2 separate regions of the Sus scrofa genome follow, and region 1 is linked to region 2. Evidence: chromatin contacts called from public promoter capture Hi-C data. All regions are on one chromosome and are shown on one strand. Each heading gives the region's core, a stretch centred on a gene start, on an enhancer-like site or on the middle of the called end of the contact. The rest is flanking DNA. Distances are from core to core; before and after follow the strand shown. Region 1 holds the start of AAK1 (AP2-associated protein kinase 1). Region 2 holds the start of C3H2orf42 (chromosome 3 open reading frame, human C2orf42).

Region 1 (4,706 bases), core at 2,148-4,647, 500 kb before region 2:
AACCTCCCTATATCCTTCTGGGAATCTAGTGGTACCTTTGCACTTGGTGGGTATTACACAAATACTTTGTATACTGGGTTCTACATAGCTATATACTTCCTAGTATCACCGATTCAAATTCAGTTATAGTCAAAAAACATAAAGAGGACAATACTACCAGACCCCGTTTTACACGCACTTTCTCTTACTACTCTTGAGTCTCTGTCCACAGTCACCATACCTGGATAACTCCTACTCATCCTTCAGTCAGTCACTTTCTGCAGCAATCAATTCTTGGCTCTCTAAAATTGGAGGCCACTGCACCCTAAGCTTATCTCCATGCGAGCACATATCACTCTCTTTTAAAGGACTGTTTTCTATCTCTCAAAGTAGTTTCTAAATTGCAGCATCTAGTTGTAAATCATATCCCTAGAGCCTAGCACAGTGGTAGAGGACAGACACTCCAGAACTGTTGAATGAATAAATGAAGAAATGCAGAGCTTCGAGTCCTCAGTCCCACCAAAAATATCACAAGGCATGATGTGCAGTTCTCAGGGATGAATTCTGGGGAAGAAAAGGGCAGCCTAGATAACAAAGACCAATTTTGCCTTTTCTCTTTCCCATCAACTCAGACTGAGAACAGGCACTGCCTAGGGTAACACCATCCTTAATGAGACAATATCCTGGCTGAACAAAATGTTTCTGGGCTAAAAGGTCAGCAGAGGCTATAGAGGGAAGGAAAGAGCTCTGCGCCCCCTCATTCCTCCTGAATTCTCTCTCACACACTCCTTCTCCATTTCTCTATCCCACTGCAGTCAAGGGCTTTGGCACAGGGATGAAGAGACAGATCAGACTCAAGGGTGCGGATCTGGCATCGGGCACAGAGCATCTCCCATCCTGCACCAAAGCCCACAAAGAAAGGGCCACAGGGACAGTGACTCAGGCCCCGGATTAAGTCCAGCTAGAGCACTAGTGAGAATGGAAAAGAGCAACAATTTCACGAGGACATCAATTGCCAGATCTTCTTTAAAACAGTGTTTTTAAACCAACGGCTTCAACCCCCAATCCTGGAAAACTGGGCCCAACTGAATCCTGTGCTGACATAAGCTGAGAGCCAAACACAGCTTCTTCCTCCTCCCAACCCACTGCCTGCAACACTCACCATGACAGGCATTTCCCAAACCCAGGTCGGGACCCTTGCTCCAACCTCAGCTTGCAAAAAGTCTCCTTCCCCAGTATTAAACTGCTCCCCCACCATATTGCAGTGACAGAGGCCTCCCCTTCAGCCATCCCCTCTCAGCCGATAAAAAACAACCTACAGCAGGTTGGCCCAATCCAATTAGTTTGAATAGCTTCATGCCAAGGAAATTGCTGCTTTTATTAAAAATAAAAGCACACTAGGCAGGCAATGGGCTGTGAAAAGTATGAGTCTGGCATAATTATGAAGGTCGAGGTTAAGGTTACCAAAAGCGACATGCAAAGATTTCCAGAAAGCCTGGGGGCTATAGATAAAAATACATTTATACGTATCTGTAGATATACAGAAGAGCACACATGTAAGGTATTTACACAGCAGATCTAAATAACCTCCTCTCCAATAAACGAAAAGCAAAAATCAGATGCTACTCTCAAGTCATTCTTTTGGCAAACACACACACCCCAAAACCAAGAACAGGAGGAAGAGGGGCCTATTGGACTGATTTCAAAATAACTACATTCATTTCATGTAATTTCTGTTATCTAAACTGCATCCTGGGGACCTGATTACAGTTGGGTCAGGAAACAAACCTAGTGAAATCCACCAAGAGCCGTGACTCTGAGAAAAACACATTCCTATTCTCTGAAAATCCTCTCTTCCTTCCAATGCCTGCTCATGGAGTGGGAAAGTTGGGTAGGAGGAAAAACCCCTCTCTCTCCTTAAAGGTCCTCCATCCCCACCCTTCAGCCCTCACATAATATTTCAAGTTTTAGGAGGATGACAAGCCCCAAACCCTACATTTGATGTGAAGTTCTACACTTTCACACAAACGTTTTCTGCCTAATCTTCATAATTCGGTGAGGGAGACAAGAATGGGCTTGAAAATGTTTTTGGTTTTTTTTTTTTTTAAATATAAGGCCACCGAGGTAAACAATTTCTGGCAACCTTCTTCTACCCACAAATCCTTGTCACTTTCAAATCTCAGTTTTAAATTTCTCAAGGACAATGACTCACAGGGCAAGGAAAGGGGGAAGGGAGGGAGGGTCAACCGGTCTAGAGCCGTTCATACATTCAACAACTAGAAACCAGAGTCCTGCTGCATCAGCACAGGATTTTAATTTACGGCGCACTGAAAGAGTCCCACCGTACCTTCCGCCAACACCTCGTCCACAGTAACCTGCTGTCGCCCAATGCCAAAGACCCTTCCGATGTAGCCACTGCCCAGGCCCGAGGTGCTGCCCCCTCCTCCGCTGGAGCCGGAGCCCAGGCCAGAGCCTCCCTGCTCTCGCCTGGAGTCGAAAAACTTCTTCATCTTGCGGAAAGGAAGCAGTAAAGCAAAATACCGACGGTTTCTAGATTTTTTTTTTGATTTTTTTTTTTTTTTTTTTTTTTTTAAGAAAACAAGAGATCCAAGGATTTCTTCTCGGATTTCAGCTCGGAGAGGAGCCACCCGAATCCGGCCGTGGGGGTGGGGGCTGGGGGAGGATGCCTATAGGAATATGCGTGTCAATCGCGCGGCGGTCCCCTCCTCCTCAACAGAGCGATTCGTGTAAGTTTAAACCTGTGATGACAGAGGGAGAGAGAGAGGATGAATCAGTAACACACTTAAAAATTCAACCGCTGAGTCCTAGGGGGAGCAAAAGCCATCATCCTGGGGAAACGCTTCATGCATTTTCTAAGGGAGAAAAACCCTGGGGCTGAAAACCCACCGGTTCTCAGCCCCAGAACCCTGGACCCTCTTGCCCAGGGTTCTGAAAAAGGAGGGATTCGGGCCGCCTCCGGCAGCACCGACCCAGCTGGACACTGCCTCCCCTCCTCCCCGGTCTCCCGCCGCCCCGCGAGAGAGCATCCCGGCGGCACCCACTTGAGATGGCTCGGCGGGCCGGCGCCCAGCTACCAGCCCCGCAACATTGTCACGGCCGCCGGGCCGGCCTGCGAAGCTGTGAGGAGGCGGCGCTGCAGCTAGAGCCGGGGCAGCGTTCGGCGCCCGCCCGCCAGCTGATCCCCGGAGCGCCCGGCGGAGACTGACCCGCCACCCCTCCCCCGTGCGCGCTCCCGCCCGGCTCCATCCATCCAACCAGGAAGTGAAACGCCGCCGGAAGTGCCTCTCGGGACGGCGCGGCTAGAGGCCAAGGCCTCCAGCTGCAGCCGCTCTCTCACAACCAGCGGGAAGGAGTCGTCGGAGAGTAGAGAGCTGGGGAAAGGGGCGGGGGGGGGGACCTCAATGCGGGGAGAGTTTTGGAAAAGAACGTTGATATTGCCCGACCCTTAAGGCACCATGGGAAAGGTAGTTCGGCGCATCCCAGCAGCTGGACTACAACTCCCAAGATACCCGTGGAGGAGCGAGCGAGGCGGCTGCGGTGGCCTCCTCCGCCGCAAGGTGGTTAGTGGGGTGGTGCATTTGTGAGGATTCGGTTAAACATCCGGCGAGAAAACTGCTAGGGACTAGCGTTTCCAGCCTGCTCTCTATGTTCCACTCTTGTGGAGCCATCTTATTTGAGGCTTGATCTGCACAAGGGATTCTGGGGATTGTGGTTTCCAAGCATATCCCGGCTGACACCTGAAGGACGCAGCTTAACCGCTCAGCCCCTAGCGGGTCCTGCTGGGCGTACCTTCGACACCTGGGCAGACAGAGGTGAAAGACTGAGGGTGACCCGGAAATTTTGCTGGCAGATGTTTTTGGTTTTTGGATTTTGGGGTTTTTTTTTTGGTTTTTGTTTTACCAGACCACACCCAAACGCCAACCCTAACATAAATAAGCCTGGAGCCCTTCCTCCTCCAGCTTCAGATGTTACTAAGAACCAGCTCAGCTGAGCTAGTCCTCATAAGACGTTGTCTTTTCAGGAAATCTACAGGCGCGACTCAAACTGAGAAAGTTAAAGAGCGTGTGCAGGGCAGATCGTAGGGTATCAGGAGACCCAAACCTTTGGTTTGAACCCAAACTTTGGGGCTTGTCTCACGGTGACCCTGCATTCTGCCACCTTTTCTGTTGCTGTGGGTGGGCCTGACCTTCACTAACCCCCTTCCATACAAGAACTCTAGGCTGACCTGTTATTTCTTTTCACTTCAAGATCCCCCCCATGATGCCTATTTTATCCTGATATCGTCCAACTGCTGAGAGTGGGGGTGGACAGCGTGATTTACCTCTGCCAAATGCAGAAGATTTGGAAGGCATCTTGGGACCCTTCTCCATTCCTAGATTTCCTGATGGATGGTGCTGAAGGTAGTGTCAAATCCCTGCCCATCCCCCTCCGCAAATCCATGATTTTCCAAATCCCTAAATATGGGTTATTTCTCACTTCCACCTGCTCGCCCTAATTCTGCGAGAGCCTTCTTGGCTTGTAAATTAGTTCCAGATTTTTTCTGCAGACACTTGAGAAGATGTGGGGGCGGGGCGGGGCAGGGAGGATGGTTCTTGCTTTCTCTAATCTGAAAATTGAACTGAGCTGTGAGAGGTTTATGCTGCTGCTTTCTCTTCTTCCTCCTCTTCCTGGTTCTCCTTCTCCCTCTCCCTCTTTTCCTTATTCCT
Region 2 (4,597 bases), core at 375-2,874:
CCATTTTGATTTCTCTCTCTCTTTTTTTTTTTTTTTTTTGGTCTTTTGTTTTTTTTTTTAGGGCCCCACCCATGGCATATGGAAGCTCTTAGGCTAGGGGTTAAACTGGAGCTGGAGCTGCCAGCTTAAGCCACAGCCACAACAACCTGGGATCCAAGCCATGTCTGTGACATACACCACAGCTCATGGCAACGCCAGATCCTTAACCCACTGAGCAAGGCCAGGGATGGAACCGGAGTCCTCATGAATACTAGTCGGGTTCGTTAACCACTGAGCCACGATGGGAACGCCACTGTTTTGATTTCTAAGTCTACAGCTATGACATATGGAAGTTTCCAGGCCAGGGGTCGAAAACTAGAGCTGCAGCTGCCAGCTTACTCCACAGCCACGTCTTCAACCTGTGCCACAGCTTACGGCAATGCCAGATCCTTAACCCAATGAGCAAGGCCAGGGATCAAACCCCCATCCTCATATACTTATAGGGTTCTAAAATCATTCTCAATCTGATTCAGAATCTGTTGTCTCAGAAGAAGTGACTGGGGACTTGAAAAATACAAAGTGGGAGGGAGATGTACAATTCGCTGTTTTGTACTATCTGAATTTTAAACCGTTACTAGTATTACTTGTTAGATTCTATGCTGAAAGCATATATAAACAAGTAACACAACTTGTAAACAACCTATATTTGAATCCTGCCTAAGAAAGGGTCTCCTCTTCCCCAGCAAGTTTACTAAACAGCCTCCTCAATCAGATGGCGTTAAAGGGACTGGGGCTGGAAGAGCTACCCCACGAACATTCCTTGAACTACTGGGTTTTCAGCCCGTTACTCTTTGCAGGGCTATACAGTTTGGTGAATGCTGTTTAATGCTTGTGAAGCACAGTAAGTGAAGAGAATAAAGGGTCACCTTGAATAAGACATAAACTTGCTAATGTTTACTGAGTACAAGTAAGCCCTTCCCATGCATTTACTCATGTATTGCTATGTATTGCTCACCACGATCCTGTGAAGTAGGTACTATTTTACCCATCTTGGAGATGAAGAAGTTGGCTCAGAGAAAGTAGTGATTTGATTAACATCCCTCAGCCAGTCTCCAGATAACTTAACGTGAGTTTGCAATCTGGATTCCTTGTCAAACCACAAGTGAGAGGAAAGGGCAGGACCATAAGCCAGGACTCTCAATTCCAGGTCCGGGGTGCTTCCATTTGCCCTGCGATGCCTCAGGATAATGGAGAAAGGCCACCGGGGCTAAGCCGACCACAGCCCAGTCACGCGGCCTGCAGGACGATCACCTCCCACCTGGCTTCCGGGACCGCCTGCCCCTTGACGCACTACCCGGGACCAGCTTCCCGGCAGCCTCCCCGCGCGACCGCTTACTTCCGGTCCTAAGTAGGCCCGAGCAGAAGCATCACCTGGCCGGTACCCTGCCCTCGGGACACGCTATGCGCCGGGACTCCCGGCTCTACGTCCTTGTCCCATAGCCGCACCCCCCTTCTTTTAGCACAGCCCCCCTTACCTGCCCTGCGCAACCCACCCCGCGGCCCTAGGCCCCCACGCTGATGACCGCCCTCACCTCCTCTCTCTTCTCCTGCCGCGTCCTTTTACAAACGCGGCCAAACTGTTCGCTGTAACGACAGTCGCTATTGGTCAGAGCCGCCCACGCGCGGCTAGAGCACGCCTACCTGGGCTCGCGTTGTCTGACGGGAGTTGTAGTTTCCTCCTTTTGGAGCCAGCTGACTATTGCTGCGGAATCCGATGGTGGAATCTACGCTGACCTGACGACTGTACAGTTTAGGTTCTTTGCTGTGCCTAGAGTGCTTCTGGCCGACCCTGCTGGTGCTGGAAGCCCAGAGCTCTAGGATTAGTCGTCACTGTTTTAGGCCTGAGCGAGTCCTAAGTCTGAGTAGAATTCCATTGACCATTGATGAAAAAAATCTCCTTAGATTTTCTGCATTATTAGCAGATGTCAGATGCGAGCGATTTAGTGTTCTGTCAAGGGAGTCTTGTTCACCAAAGAATTCGTTGTTTCTATCACTTGTGTGTTTGCATCAGGTCATCTTTTTCTCCCTTAATTACACTCTGACATATTACTTGAATGTTTCCCTTATAATGAGTTGTTATTGGCTTCTGGTGTGACCTAGTTTTGATTATTGGAATCACACAGAATAAATCTGAATACTCTTTGTTGACAATAGTTCATGAGTTAAAATGTGTCAAGGGTGAGGCCTGTGTGTGGGAAAACTCTGGAATGAGATTTCCTACACCTTTGGCTTTCATACTGCTCCTTATTAGTGATGGCACTGTGGACTGGGTGGCTGAGAACTGTCACATGAAATAGTATGAATAAATAAAAAGGTGAGAACTGTGGTTCAGTTGTATTCTGGGTTATAAGACTATAAGCCCAGAGACAGCCTCTCAGATAGTTCTGAGGAAGAGCTCCAAAAAGATATGGAGGGAGGTCATATATCTAAGAGAAGGAGTATGTGCAATCAAGCACACATCTTGTTAGAAGGTTGCTTCTGGTCACAGGACACAGCTATCTTAGCTAGTAATTTTAGTGCTCTTCTAAGTATGGGAAGATACAAAAAAATGGATTCATAAAATCTTCTTCTGAAAATATTTATCTGAAGTCCTGTTTTGCCAGTTTTCCCAGAGCAGAGAGTACCTCAATCCTAATCTGCAAACTGAAAGTCTGTGACTGCAGTGGATAATGACTTTAACCTTGTGGAACCAGATGGTGAGTGACATTCTTTAGTTAGCAGAACCTTAGTCTTCTCAACTATTAATAAGACAAATGGACTTTTCCAAGATTAAGGTTTGTTATGTTGTTTCTTAAACTGGAGGTAGGGGGAGGTGGGCACATTTTTTCCAGGAAATTTTTCCAATTTTGCTTATTTCAATTTATAAGGTTTTTTTTTTTTCTTTTTTTTTAGGGCTGCAACTGCAGCATATGGAGGTTCCCAGGCTAAGGGTCAAATCGGAGCTGTAGCTGCCTACACCACAGCCACAGCACCACCAGATCCAAGATGCGTCTGTGACCTACACCACAGCTCATGGCAACGCCGGATCCTTAACCCACTGAGCAAGGCCAGGGATCGAACCTGCAACCTCATGGTTCCTAGTCGGATTCATTAACCACTGTGCCATGACAGGAACTCCTCAATTTATAAGTTTTTAAATGATCATCAGTATATCCTGGATTGTCTAGATGATCACCTAATAATACTGTGGGGTCTCAATGCCTGGTTGTGTTTTTGATTGTTGTAGTGCCAAGTGATTAAAGCAGCTCTTCTCAACTGGGAGCACTGCTACACCTCTAATGGACACCATGGCTGTTGTTAAAGATCCTGCAATGCACAGGACAGCCCTTACAACAAAGAATTATCTGGACCAAAATATCAATAGTACCACAATTGAGAGACCTTGTTGTTGAGAGAGTGTTTACATTTTTTTTCAATGGAGTTGCCCAAATGCATCCTAAGAGATCTGTGGGTTTTCAGTGGTGACACATTGTATGTTCCAGTCAGGAAGGAAGCTATCAAGCAGCCCCATTCTGAAAGAGGTTTCTTAGAGTTCCCACCGTGGCACAAGGGGATTGGCAGTGTTTCTGCCAGCACCAGGATGAAAGTTCCATACCCACCTGGCACAGTGGATTCAAGGATCCAGGGTTGCTGCAGCAGTGGTGTGGGTCACAACTGTGGCTCATATATGATTCCTGGCCTGGGAACTCCATATAAATAAAAGAGATTTCTTTCTTCCAAGCCAGACACTCATGTTTTTTCCTTCTTCATAGAAGAGACTTTGAAGAAGTATTGCCATCATAGAAGTAATTTCTGAGCGGTCTTCTCATAAATAGAATTCTCAGAATTGCGTAATTGTCTCAAGTAGTGGTTTGTTATGGTATGTAATTTTTTTTTTTTTTTTTTGGGACCGCACCCAAGGCATATGGAGGTTCCCAGGCTAGGGGTCGAATTGGAGCTGTAGTTGCTGGCCTATGCCACAGCCACGGCAGCGCAGGATCCAAGCAGCATCTGTTAACTACACCAAAGCTCATGGAAATGCTGGATCCTTAACCCACTGAACGAGGCCAGGGATTGAACCTGCATCCTCATGAATACTAGTCAGATTTGTTTCTGCTGAGCCACAACAGGAACTCCCATAGTATGTTAATTTTCAGCATGTTAATATTTTTTACCTAGTCACTTCACTTAATTCTCTCATTATTTTTTGTTTTATTTTTTGTTAATGATTAACTTTTTAAAATTACTCAATGAATTTATTACATTTGTAGTTGTACAATGATCATCACAATCCAATTTTATAGAGCATCCCCCCACCCCCCAAACTGTTTCCTTTGGAAGCCATAAGATTTTCAAAGTCTGTGAGTCAGTATCTGTTCTGCAAAGAAGTTCATTCTGTCCTTTTTTCAGGCTCCACATGTCAGTGAAAGCATTTGATGTTGGTGTCTCATTGTCTGACTGACTTCACTTAGCATGAATAATTTCTAGGTCCATCCATATTGCTAAAAATGGTGGTATTTTGTTCCTTTTAATGGCTGAGTGATATTCCATTGTGTATATGTACCACATCTTCTTGATC

What was found. Promoter capture Hi-C pulls out the DNA fragments that hold promoters and counts their contacts.
Region 1: a promoter capture Hi-C map of liver shows a contact between it and region 2, with 4 times the contacts expected there. The contact joins the promoter of AAK1 here to the promoter of C3H2orf42 in region 2. A contact is called at or near these places in 1 of 5 promoter capture datasets (liver) and 1 of 2 datasets of contacts at active chromatin or transcription factors (skeletal muscle).

What each region holds. Positions count from the first base shown.
Region 1 is chr3:72,792,668-72,797,373 of Sscrofa11.1, reverse strand. It overlaps AAK1 (AP2-associated protein kinase 1), which reads right to left and starts at 3,397. Exons shown (of 21, transcript XM_021087408.1): 1 at 3,042-3,397; 2 at 2,327-2,738. The coding sequence starts at 2,489. LOC102163904 (a long non-coding RNA gene) reads left to right here and starts at 3,564. Exons shown (of 6, transcript XR_302389.3): 1 at 3,564-3,812; 2 at 4,249-4,400.
Region 2 is chr3:72,286,611-72,291,207 of Sscrofa11.1, reverse strand. C3H2orf42 (chromosome 3 open reading frame, human C2orf42) reads right to left here and starts at 1,624. Exons shown (of 10, transcript NM_001243818.1): 1 at 1,572-1,624.